Linked DNA regions of Hordeum vulgare: region 1 is linked to region 2. A link is a contact called in public Hi-C data. All regions are on one chromosome and are shown on one strand. The core of a region is the stretch at or near the end of the contact, and the rest is flanking DNA. Distances in the headings are between cores, read along the strand shown.

Region 1 (6,481 bases), core at 3,806-6,305, 140 kb before region 2:
TAAAGTTGAGTCACTTATTTTAAGACGAAGGAAGTAGTATTTTCTTGATATGATATGTGAGTCTTCACATGAAATTTTGCACATTGACTTAAGAAATTCAAAAGTCTTTGAGAAAGTTCGGTTCATGCATTTGTTAGACAATTTCATTACTCAGAATGAAACCACCGTCGTTTACTGTTCAGAGTTTTAAACGGCAGAGCCACAAGTAAAAACTGAGTAGAGAAATTATACACGCACATCAGCTCGCAAAACATAAAAGACTTATTAAGGATTTCAAGCTTCAGAGAGCAAGTCTTCTTCAGCCAGGTACACCTTGGTTCGTGCATCTTTCTCATTTGATCATTTCAAATATGTAAAAATTCACTGCTCTGTTTGAGAACCTGTGTGCTGCTATGCTAGGTGACTCCGGTCATGTCATGCATGGCAAGAGAGCTGGGAAAATATATACTGTAATATGTAAGAATGCAAAACGTGTTTTAATTATTTATTCCTTCACTTGTTTACAAGCGAACACCTTCAGACCAGACCATGAAATGACTCCAAAAATACAAAGAAACGAATACATATCAACCTGTCTATCCTGGAAAATCACCATTCGGGATGCAGGTTATTCTTCTTCTATATTTTCCTATCAAACAAAGCAAGCAAGAATGCAATGTACACCACGAGGCGACGCCGGCAGGCATCAATCACAGCACGAGGCCTTCTTTACGAATTAAGAACCTGTTTGACCTGTGCACCGCAGCACTTTTTATGGGCACATCGAACGTTTTCGTCGGTTTCTTGGCGTCGTTCTGCACGATGGTCTTAGGCTTGGAGTCGAGTGCCTTTACCTCCTTGGTGCTCTCCAGAAACAATTCGAGACCCTGTAGCATGCACACCATCAAGTTTGTGATTTTGCATCGATAAACTAGAATCACCTGGAAGGAGCGCAAACATCTGAGAAGAGAGGAATTACCTTCACCGGCTTCTTTTCAGTTTGAGCCAGGTCCAAGAGCTTGAGTTTTTCATCCGCTTCCTGTGGAAAGAAGAACAGGTATGAATCATCAGGAAGATAGCTCAATCAACAAGATAAGATCAGATACGGTCTGCTTACTTGGAAAAACTTGGCATTTATTCCCTCTTTTATACCTCCTGCCATTCGGCAGAGGTACCATATACCAGCATTAGCCGCATCCTGTCATTAAACATAAGAGGTTAGGACAAAGAGAATTTCAGAATGCCAAGAGTCGGACACTCATCAGTATGTTTAGTCACCTGCTTGTTGTCAAGCAGCTCGATCTTCTCTTCCTGATAATCGTACACAAACAAAGGTCAGAACAGTCAAATAAACTTCGAGCAAAAGTTCATCTGCAAGGTTTCCAGGATGCTCAAACTCACCAATCCGGCTACCATCTGTTGAATTGCTTCAACGTCAAAGCCAATTTGAGACAGATCAGTTTTAACATCAACGACCTGTACATATTGAACAGAACTACATGAATGCTTGAACTGAGAAGAAAATTGAAATTTCATAGGATAGCATAGCATTACAAGTACAGACATCATGTACCTACTAAACACATTAGCTTAACAGCTTTTGCAACATTGAAAAGAACAGAAAGCAGAGTACATCTTTGTTGCTCTTACAGAAAAAATGAAGAAAAAGGCTGGAAAACTATGTGCTCCATGCATGCAAGTCAAAGACTACTAGCAATGGTTTATCAAAAAGCCATAATAAACACAATCAGGGTCTTCACAGACCATTTAGGAAAATCACTCTGGATATGCTTGCGCCCATACATATTATTATTCTACACAATAATATTTATGGTACATGGACAAAAGTACTTGAGTACGCTGCAGTTAATGGGTGTAAGCAGAGCCATCATGTGCACCAGACTAGTGTATTCAGTTTAACCAGTCATTTGAAATGTTACACAGTTTCTGGTTTTGAGCCAATCTTGACATGCTAGCCAGTATATGACCATGGATTATGAACATTAACAATAAAAACCGTCACAAGCAGGCCACGACTAGTACCCGTATGTTGTTATGTGACGGCGTCAGGGATGCAAGCGGCACGCCACTTGTGATTGCTCCTTAGTCAAAATCGGCCATATTAGTTGCAGCTTTGTTTTAGGGAATGAGTTCAGCTTGTACTACCCCCTATTGAGTGGGCTTACATGGGTTCGTCACTTACTTCCTTAGCGGCTGTTCTATACAAAAATCCTGACCCACCTTTCCGGATGAACTATAGTATGACGGAAGCACTTACTTGCAGTGAACAATTCAATTAATTCAATTATGGTATCTGAAGGTGTTGATTAGGTGATGTAAGAATGAAAACAGAAGAACAATTGTTGCTGTTCTGCAAGAACAAACTTTACAAGGTCCCAGGAGTGAACCATTCAACTTGCCATCATATCAGTATATCACTGCTCAGGACTAACATCATTGCAAATCAACAAACCTCATTCCGGATTTGTTTGGAGACTTCCACTTGCTCGTCCATTTTGCCATCCAAATTCTCAAGGCGTTTTGTTAAATGTCTTTTCGTTGCCTGAAATTTATTGAATGTCACAATCATTAGTCAGTAGATATGGAAAGAAACATAACATTTAATATGAAATAATAATGAGTAAAGCATACTGCTAGCGCTGAAGAAACTTGCTCCAATTGCTTCGACATGCTATCGACAGCACTGGCCATATTGCGTTTTGTGACAAACATGACATCTGAGAAGGACCATCCCTGCATAAGGATATTAATATATAAGAAAGCAAACGCATCAAAGATAAAAGTTTACACACATAATTTATATATGCACTCTACATTGCAAGTTTTGTATTAATAGTTTAAAACAACAACTTGGAGACGTCATTAGCATAAGAAAATCCAAGGATTTTACATAAACCATAGTGAATCCATAGGAAACAATGCAACAGTCAATTTGAAACCCTTATCAGAATGTTTTGTCACCATATCAGGAATATTTCTTTACAGAATAAGATTAACTTAGAGATGCTCCATTTATCTGCTTACAGTTGGATCCACACACACACACACACACACGCAAAAAGCATGATTCCCAAGAGATTTCTGGTATATGCAAGAAGCAAGGCAGAAAAACAAATAACAAAAAAAGAAGAAAAAATATTTCTATTTTCTCTTTCTGCAGTTACTGATTCTATATGAATGTTGTAAGAAGAACATTTCTGGAGAAAGAAGACCAGGACACAGTTCATGATCCTTAGTCAAAAAATGGCAGACAGAGAATTTGACAATAACTCGTACATATTTTTGTGTGTATGCTTATCTTACCTTACACCACATATAGCAATAACCTAATGCTCCAACTGCAGCTGCTGGCAGTATGTAGGACGATAAACCACCTGAAGAGAAATGCACATGCAGGTAAATAAAATAATACAAGAACTAGCAAGTAAGTGTAAGAGGGTAAGTAGCTTTTGTCATAGGTCCGTAAATATCGTGGCGAAATAATTGAATGTACCAGCATTATTGTTCATTAGCCTATCTAGATATTCCAAATTAGAAGTTTTAAAGCAATTCAAACTCATGAATCATTCATTATCAGATTGGAGATGCACATAACGGAAAAAATAGGCGTCCTCTCAGCTGCAGATATTGTAGGAGAGTCAGGCTTAAGTGAGTAACTATCTATCTGAACATTTTTGGATAATACAAGCAAATTCATAATGAAGGCTTATTTAGCATGTGGATTAGGGTTTTTTGCATAGGTCGCTAAGAGAGAAAAGCTGAAACATAGCAAGGGGGGCATCAGATAGGTATATACCTCCGGAGTCCGATTTGCCACTCAATATGGTAATGGGCTTTGACAAAGTTAAATCTCTGACTTCTTGGGCTAAATGCCGAATCTAGTATCAAACACCAGCACGTGGAATGCACAAACAAAAACAGAGACGTTATTTCACAGCAAATGAAAGACATTAGTGTAATATCTCATATCTATGCAACTGTTGATGCAAGTATAAACAACTGCAAACAACTGCGCACCTGAGCTTGGATAAGAGCCATGTCATAGGCGCTCGAACCTTCTCCTTGATTTACGCCCTTCATGAGCTCCTAAAAACAGAGAAACACGACATGTTGCTCAAAGATTTGAAGATCGACATAACTTACTACAAGATGAAGAACGAACAAATCTAAACCACTGACACGTGCTTGGCAAACACTATGGATGATTATTTTTTTCTGCGGCGTGCGCATTGGTGCCTTCACTTGATACGCAGAAAATGAAAATGAGATCATCAAAAGCGATGTCCTATACTTTCCGTACATATATGATTGCGGCAAAGCGGATTTAATTGTAAGTTTCGGTGACACTCTGTGCTGCTCTTAGGAGCATGTATGCAGATTTACAATCATGCTCTTATCAGACGGGTCAGCGGTGCCGCTCCTATTAGCCTATTGTCCGCTCATGATAAAAAGTACCCCCCCTCCCCCTCTGATAATAATCAATAAAGCGAGAAAAATCAACAGGGTATGAGCTGAGAATCCACCGACCTGGAGCTCCGCCAATACATCCGACAGGCGGCCATTCCGAAGCACGATCGACCCCGTCAGGCCTGCGGCGACGCAAAATCACCATTTCATCAGGGTCAAATATAGCAGCCGATTCGGATTTCGACATCGGGAACCGATAGATTTGGGGCCAGGCGGGGGGGATGAGGGGGTTGATTAGGACCTGCGCCGACGAGGATGAGGACCTTGGAGGCGGCGACCCCCGTGTGCGTCGCCATCGCCATGCCCTTGCGCCGCCCCTACGGGCTCTCTCTCTCGCTCGCTTCTGGAAGGTTCTAGAACGGGATCAGTGGCGAATGGGCGGGGGGAGGAGACGGTGGAGGCGGGCGTTGGCGGAAGGCTTGGGGCAGGGGAAAGCGTGCGGGGCGAGCGGGCTGGGATAGTTGGAGTTGGACGCCTGGCTTGGACCGGGCACGGCTCGGCTCGGCTCGGCTCGTGTCGGCTTCGCGACCACAGACGCTCATGGGTCTTAGTCAGCATGTACGGGCAAGAAGGTTACCGCACGCTACTGCTAATCTCCACGATGAATAATGAGAGTATCAAACGAAGGCTGTCATCATAATTTTCAAGGTGTGTGTACAACAACTTAAAGCTTCGGTTCATTATTTATTTATTTTTTGCGGGATGACGGCAAAATTTATTAATCAAGCGGGGCAGCGTCTGCATTATAAAGAGCAGGTATCTTCTCGGGACCTGAGCGAAGCCACGCCGCGTTGTGTTTTTTTATTCTACCAGAGTTTGCAAAAAAAAAATGACTAACAGGGTTTTGTTACCGCCTAACATGCTTGACTGAAAATTCTCTATCTCATTTGGGAATCTCTTTGATCTCTTGCACCAACATTAAGTTTGCCGACCGGTTCTTCGCTGTGCTGTTAATAAGCTTAGCAACCTGCACACGATCTGATTGGATAATGATTGGCAGATCAATCCATTGAATCGCTATGTTTAAGCTTTCAAGGCATGCAACTAATTCTGATTCCATCAGTGTTCATCATATGAATCATCAATGTTCATGGCAATCCAACCCGCTCGAGGACGTTCCCATGTTGCAGGTTGCCTTTGGTTCAAGTTTGCATGCGATACTACCTTCCTAGAGGGCTGCTGCCACAAACATCTTACCCTTCAGATGATCCATGTTAGGATCCTTCTCTAGCGCTATTAGCGAATTCATGTAGCTAGTGACGAAGCGAATGGATACCTCGATCGGTAGTGGACACTTGTGGTGGACAATCTCATTCCTCACGTGCCAGCAGCGCCACACGGTCATGAGCAGGTATAGGCGATCATACTCCGTCCTTTCATCAAACACCTGTAGGAGCCACTCGGGGCCAGTATTCATCATTCGCCGTATGTCCGGGAGACTCCATTGCTTCGCCATTGCCTGTCATAGCACAACAGCCAGGGGGCATGTGCATAGAGCATGCAATATGTTCTCCGGCTCGGTGGCACTGGACACAAGTTAGTAACCTCAAGATTTCGATGGTGTTTATTAGTCCAGGTGGGGAGGCAATCGATGGCTACAAGCCAAAGCGAACACACACACCTTAGGAGGAGTAGGGCACCTCCATAATGAATCTCAGATGGCTTGTCGCGCGTTCGGTGCCCTGCACGTCGCGACTGAAGTAGGACGAAGACGATCCTCAAGCGCCATCCGATACACGCTCCGGACTGTGAAAACACCACTTTTCTCTGGTTCCCAAGCCAGCACGTCATCACCCATGTGATGAGACACACGAATTTTGATAAAAAATTATCCACTGGGAGAAAAAAAATCATTGGAGGAGCTCTATGCGCCACCCACCATGATCATCCATCAACTCTGAGACTTCCATAGACGGCATCTTCCCTGCTGGGTAGTAGGCGGTCTGAACCATCATTAGGAATCCAACTATCGCTCCATATGCGAATAGACCGTCCATTGTCCACCCTCCAAATA
Region 2 (7,457 bases), core at 4,349-6,848:
GAACGCGGAGGTGCCGTCCGTCCGGCACTAGATCGGGATGGATCGTGATGGGATCGCGGGACGGGTTGCGATTTGAATCGCGAAGATGTTCCACTACATCACCCGCGTTATATACGCTTCCGCTTAACGATCTATAAGGGTATGTAGATTCACTCTCCCGTCTCGTAGATGAACTAGCTAGCTAATCATGTCGTAGTTCATGTCTAACTTGAATATTGCTGCATTGGTACTCCTATGTTATGGACCTGCTATGTTCAAATTGCATATATGCATCTTCTAAAACATGCTATGTTCTGAATCAGTTTTGTTATATGACATCTATGTTTCTCAGCTAGCATGTCCAAAAGGCTTCTATCTTAGCTGTCGTGTTTTCTGTTCTTTTTGAAGAGGTAATTTTCTAAAGTTTTTTTATTCTAAAGTATTTTTTAATTCATCGAAGATACTAAAATTTTGTCCTGCTGAAAATAGATTATGCACCTGAAAAGCAGAGCAAACAGATATGCTAGCAGGTTTAGAACGTACATACCTGCTTGTAGGTTTAGAACACATATAAAGCATGTCCCGATGAACTTCTTGAAAACAATGGGACCTGGGATTTGGATCCTGACCTACGATCTGATGTGACTTGTGATCCTCGGTCGGCTAGCCTGCTTGGCTAGCTGGCTTGGGCACAACCACCTCGTTCCTAACCGGCTAGCCTGACCAAGCCGGTCAGGAAGAGGTAACCATCTCGACTCTAGCCGGCAGGGGTTGCCTAGCCGGCCAGAGGGATGGCCGCCTCGTCCTCCAGCCGGTAGGCGTGGCCTAGCCGGCCAGAAGACTTGGGCCTTGGGAAATTGTGTTTGTTCATATCCTTTGGGCAGGAAATGAAGGAGAAGGCTTGATGAGCCTACCTCGGGGTTATCCCCCCGACAGTTTATTTCCGTGCATTGTGTGAAGGAACGTGGTTCATCTTCAGCCCGCTGTCGACGCGCCACGGCGCCGCTAGAGCCAATTGCGGTGGCGGCTCGAAAACTCGGCCGAAACGAGTAGGTCCCAACTTGGTCGGGCAATTTATATCGTATGATCAACGTGCATGGGTTTTTGGATTTGAGAATCCGCATTTGAGGTACGTGGATGTGCGGCTGCCAATAAGAGGGACCGCTCGGTGATGTCCTCTGACGCTCCTGCAGTAGTACCGGGGACAGATTTGCCAAGTTCGGTTGTAGATGCTCTAAATGTTTTTCTATTTCTATTTCTATTTATTTTTGTTCATTTTTATTTGTTCCATAGTTGTATATTTTGGTATGTTATAAAAGTTCACTCTGTACAAAATTGTCCAATGTGTATTACAAAATGTCCATCTTATATTAAGAAAATGTTCATGGTATATAAAAAAAGTTCAATATGTATTATAAAAACTTTCATCATATATTAAGATTTTTTTCAAAAAAAACTATAAATGTTAATTATGTATTGTGAATTCTTTAACATATATTACTAAAATATTCAATGCGTATTCAAAAATAATTCAACGATATGTTTAATGTGTATTTAAAAGTACTTTGTCATATAATATCTCTATAAACTAGTGCGTCCCTTGAATCACATCCTGAGAAATAGTATAATAAATAAAGAAACAAAATCAAGAGCATCGTAGAGAATATTGTTGCAATATGTTGCTTCTTTTTCGCAACACTAGAGGATTGTTGCAATATGTTGTATGTATTATATGGATGCACAATTGTCGCAATATGTACTAGTTATTGCAACACAACGTAGGTGAGGCAAAAATTCGCCCTATTACAACAATACATGTTTTCGTTCCAATAGAAAGCCATGTTATTGCAACAATATCTATGTCTAGCACCACATGTTAGAATTGTTTCAATATATGTCTAAATATTACCACAAAAGGTATACTTTGTTGCAATACCTAGTCCTTATTGCAACAAAATGAACAATTCATGCAACGGTACACAACTGTTGCAATATCACTACCGTATTACAACGTTGATGCAACTTGTGGCAATACATGGCTTCGATTGCAACAAAATGAGTACTTGGCGCGACAAAACAAACCTGTGGCAATCTGTAGATACTGTTGCCACGAACTAGAATTTTGTGGTAATATAGGATCTTATTAAAACGAAAGATAGTTGTCGCAATAAATTTTGTTGCAGTAGACCAGAATCCTTGTAGTGCCGGCAACGGTGTCGAAAAAGGGTCTTGCAAGAAGTAACAACAAAGTAGCAAGGAACAGTAATAGTGACAGCAGCAGCAAGTAACAGCAGTAGCGACATCACTAGCAGCAAAGTGGCCCAATCCCTTTTGTAGCAAGGGACAAACCTAGACAAAGTAACGTAGCAAGGACCAGTAGTAAAAGACTCGTAGGCAGTGGATCAGTGATGGATGAGTATGACGGATGTGATTCATCATGTAACAGCTATAACACGGAGAGATAAGTAACTAGCTCCCGTTCATCAATCTAATGTAGGCATGTATTCCGTATGTAGTCATACGTGCTTAGGGAAAAGAACTTGCATGACATCTATTGTCCATCCCTCCCGTGTCAGCGGGGTCCTAATGGAAACTACGGGATATTAAGGTTCTCCTTTTAATAAAGAACCGGACCAACGCATTAACACTTGGTGAATACATGAACTCCTCATACTATGTTCATCTCCGGGAGTGGTTCCGGCTATTGTCACTCCGGGGTTGTCGGGTCATAACACATAGTAGGTGACTACAACTTGCAAGATAGGATCTAAAACACACATATATTGGCGACAACATAATAGGTTCACATCTGAAATCATGGCACTCGGGCCCTAGTGACAAGCATTAAGCATGGCAAAGTAGTAGCAACATCAATCTCAGAACATAGTGGATACTAGGGATCAATCCCCGTCAAAACTAACTCGATTACATGATAGATATCATCCAACTCATCACCGTCCAGCAAGCCCACGATGAGATTACTCACGAATGATGAAGAGCATCATGGAATTGTCGATGGAGGAAGGTTGATGATGACGATGGCGACAATTTCCCCTCTCCAGAGCCCAAAACGGACTCCACATCTGCCCTCCAGATGAAGAACAGGGGGGTGGCGGCGCCTCCGCATCGTAAAACGCAATGAATCATTCTCTCTGATTTTTTTTCGGGCGAGACGGAAGATATAGAGCTGAGATTGGGGGCGGTGGTGCCACGTGGGATCCACAAGCCCTCACGGCGTGGCCAGGGGGGTGGCCGCAGCCTAGGGGCTTGTGGCCCACTGGCACGCCCCCTCCGGTGGATCTTTGCGCAGGTATTTTTCTTTTATTCCTGAAAAATTCTCCGTAAACTTTCAGGACATTCCGAGAACTTTTATTTCTGCACAAAAACAACACCATGGCAATTCTGCTGAAAACAGCGTTAGTTCGGGTTAGTTCCATTCAAATCATGCAAATTAGAGTCCAAAACAAGAGCAAAAGAGTTCGGAAAAGTAGATACGACGGAGACGTATCATCCGCCGCACGGGGTTCCTCCTGCACGCGCGGATACCGTTAGAGGCGGTACACTTGTGCCGCTCCGATGAACCTATACGCAGGATCCAGCGACCGACTGCTTGAGGGAGAGGATCCCGCGACCAACTGTTCGAGGGAGATCGGACGAGGAGGAGATGGACCACGTGAACGTGATGCCCCAACTCTACTTCCGTTGCACGGCACTGCACGCCTAGTGGTAACGATCTGTGATCCATCTCCGTAGCATGTTCTTGGATGTTTTGTGCGTAGGAATTTTTTAATTTGCATGCGATGCACCTATAGTAGAACCCAACAGCTAGAAGATAGCATCCACACGAGTGTGGGAGAGCAAGTGGCCATATTCCTTCATGTTGTTGGCCATAACAATAGATTCATGGTCATCCACAACACGTTCAAGAGATCAATGGAGACCAACTCAAGATACTTCAAGTTGTTGTACGCTGTTGGGGAGATGAGAGGAGAGATGATCAAGTCACCATCTCACGGACCTCCTAACAAGATCCACACTAGCCCAAGATGGTATACATGCTTCAAGGTGAACAACACAGTATGTAGTCCATTGCTTCATATGCTAGGATTGTACAAGGTGAGTACTAACACAGTCTTCTATTGCCATTTCACGATTGCATTGGGGCAATAGATGGTACTCATGTCACTGTCAGAGTGTCGAAGTCACAATCTGCAACATTTAGGGGGAGGAAGCACCACACAAGCCAGAATGTGCTTGCTGTTGTTGACTTTGATATGAAGTTCACATACGTGGTGGCTGGCTGGGAAGGGTCAGCACATGATGCTAACATCCTCAATGACAATATTAACATCCCTGATGGCAAGTTCTACCTAGAAGATGTTGGCTATGCATGCAAACCAGATGTTCTTCCACCATTCAGGAAGACGAGGTACCATCTTCACGAGTTCTCGGTAGGAACTACCCTAGGACTTCACAGGAGTTGTTCAATATCAAACACTCCATTGAGAGGACATTTGGAGATCTGAAGAACAGGTTCAAGATCCTGGATCAAAAGCCATTCCATCCTTACCCCACTGAGGTTAAGCTTGTTCTTGCATGTTGTATTCTACATAACTGGATCCTGCAGTGGGGTTTTCATGAACATGTGCGGGAGGAGGAAGATGTGACGCCTCACGATATTGAACAACCAAACGAAGTGATATGTTTTTTTTTCTCTTAACCTGACTCTACTTAAAAATGCAGTCACTATTCAATGAAGGTAACCAAACGGGCCTTATACGATTGGCGTATGTGTTATATTAAAAATGTCTCTTTAAAAATAGGGAAACGTTTTGTCATGGCGCGCGGGCCGAACGTTTCGACCGATCCTGCGCGCGTCGTGCGATCCCGTGCGTGGACCCTTCCTTTTTTTTTTGCTCCGAGACGTCATTTTTTGTTTCAACTGTTTTTTTTTGCTACTACCGACATGATTTTTGCTGCAAACGTTGGTGATTGTTGCTACATTTTGTCCACTAAAAAAGCTGCATCCATGTTTAGTTGCAATCCGAGTTTGTCGGATTTTTTGCTACAACCGTGTTAATTTTTGCTACAGCCGGTATCATTTTTTGCTGCAACCGTTCATTAAAAAAATTGCATACACGTTCGTCAGAGTTGCAATCCGAGTTTACTGAATTGTTTTGCTACAACCCGCATTTTGTTTTGGTACCACGCATCATCAGTGTCGCTTTTTCTTACAACCACGGTAATATTTTTTTCTGCAAAATTTGTTGCATCGTGGTTAAAATTTGCTGCATTGATGATTTTTTATTGCATGAACAAATCTAACAGTGCGACCCGTGTACGGTCGACGGATAATGCGGTTCGCATGTGACCAACTGAAAGTTTGGACTGACGTATCGGCGCAGAGCACTGTCTTTAAAAAAATAATCGTATTAATGGTACGGCAAATCAAGACAACTTCTAGTTGGAAACCAAAACGTGGGAAATGCAGCTTTGAATGTCCAACAACCGAGCCACGTTTGCGCCACGTCGACCCTGGCAAACCCCAATCACTCTTCTTCGCTGAAGACGCGGCCGGTCAAAGCCGTCGCGAGCTCGCAAGCTCCCCTCCGCCGACGCCACCCAGCCTACCGCTTCCGTCGCCGGAACCACCGCCACCACGATGGCGAACGCCACCCCCCTCGCCGCCATGGGCACCCGTCCCCTCCTCCTCCTCCTCATCATCATCACCATCATATTCCCCACCTCCACCCCCGCCGCCGCCTCGCCGCACATCTCCGCCGTCATCTCCCAGTCCGGCCTCGACTTCGCCAAGGACCTGCTCGTGCCCCGAGCCGCCGACACCCTCGCTCACCTGAGCGTCCCCGACATCGAGCGGTCCGTGAGCATCCCCATCATCGGCGCCGTCCGCATGGCCGCGTCCCGCATCGTGCTCGGCGGCGTGGCGGTCGCAAACTCCACCGTCGCCGCCGGGGAAACGGGGGTTGTGGTGGCCGCGTCCTTGTCCAGCGTCAACCTCACCATGGAGTGGAGCTACTCGTACAGCTCCTGGCTCGTTAAGATCTCTGACAGTGGGAATGCTTCGATTCAGGTAAGTACGACCGACGGGCTTCAAGCATTAGATTTGTTCATAAAGCCTTAACGATGCTCAGAAGTGGAAGTAATTGCATCCTCAAGAATATAAGTAAACTTTGTTATCTGAGAAGTGAGAACTAATTCATATATACATGGGCTGTAAAGAAAGTTTCATCTCTTCAGTAAGTACATGGGTGCCTATGTGTATTATTCAGTTAGTACAAACTATTTTATGGGATACTGATATTTTTGCCTACCTATTAGTGCAGCATGATTGTTTTACATAAGCTTCAATTGAAGCAATACTCATATCTTGGCTACCTATTGATAGCAACATGACTTTTTACTTAGCTTCAATTTGGTCAGCCTGCGGGATTGATTTGATCAGCATACAGCATTTTAGCACAATGGGTTTTTGAACTTACGATCTAGACTCTAACTCGTAAAAATTCATAGGAATTAAGTGTGGCTATACACCTAGACAGAAGCAAGCAACTAAACAGCATCTCAGTTACTTAGAAATGTCATATGTGTCATAAATCATTTTGATCTGATGAAAGCTTGTTGTTCATTTGGACAAGGAAAAAACCAAGTTACTTTTGTTTGGACAAGCAACTAATTACCTGGATTCACATTACATGCCTTTTTTTGCAAACAATTGCAGCTTTATGTATGTAAGTTTTACATTTACTTGGAAGTGTTCTTAGCATGTCAGACCTTACACCTTCGTTTTGTTCATTGTGGTGCGAAATATGTGATAGTTACCCATCCTTTACCTTTTTTACTTTTTAGTAGTAGACTTGACATGTATATGGAAGAAGGTACAAGGTATATTCATGAATCCTTTTCACTAAGGTTGAAGGAATGGATGTTGGGGTTTCCATGGGGCTGAAGAATGAAAATGGATCACTCAAACTATTTGTTATGGAATGTGGCTGTTATATGAAAGACTTGGATATAACACTGAATGGAGGATCGTCTTGGTTTTATCAAGGGTACGTGGTTCACAATTCCATACTACATCTGAAGTGAATACTTTCTCAACTCCTTTGAGTAGGGTTTTTCTATATAAAATCTTCTCATGATATGTATCTGAAGTGAGCTAGGGTTTTTCTTTTCAAACGAATTTTAGGGAGATGTCATTTAATCCACATCAGTTGATGTATCCTCTTACTTTTTGTAGATTCATTGATGCTTTTAGCAATCATATTAGATCAGCTGTGGAAAATACGATTACGAACAAAATAGTGGAGGGTGCATCGAAGCTCGACCTCTTCCTAGGAGGTCTTCCAAAGGAAATTTATGTTGATAGAGTCGCTGCTATGAATGTGACATTTGTTAATGATCCACGCTTTAGTAGTTCCTCTGTTGAGTTTGATATAGATGGACTATTTATTCCATCT

What was found. A called contact is a pair of places that touch in the nucleus more often than the background predicts.
Region 1: a contact with region 2 is called in a Hi-C map of leaf, with 5 times the contacts expected there. The contact joins the promoter of LOC123399310 here to the promoter of LOC123399307 in region 2. A contact is called at or near these places in 3 of 6 Hi-C or Micro-C datasets (leaf and seedling) and 1 of 1 datasets of contacts at active chromatin or transcription factors (embryo).

The regions. Positions count from the first base shown.
Region 1 is chr5H:475,819,992-475,826,472 of MorexV3_pseudomolecules_assembly, reverse strand. LOC123399310 reads right to left here and starts at 5,055. Exons shown (of 12, transcript XM_045093725.1): 1 at 4,709-5,055; 2 at 4,528-4,589; 3 at 4,018-4,086; 4 at 3,797-3,878; 5 at 3,304-3,374; 6 at 2,632-2,733; 7 at 2,453-2,542; 8 at 1,381-1,455; 9 at 1,258-1,290; 10 at 1,097-1,177; 11 at 959-1,018; 12 at 458-866. The coding sequence starts at 4,769. The coding sequence ends at 690.
Region 2 is chr5H:475,676,289-475,683,745 of MorexV3_pseudomolecules_assembly, reverse strand. LOC123399307 (putative BPI/LBP family protein At1g04970) reads left to right here and starts at 5,598. Exons shown (of 6, transcript XM_045093721.1): 1 at 5,598-6,070; 2 at 6,910-7,049; 3 at 7,238-7,457. The coding sequence starts at 5,642.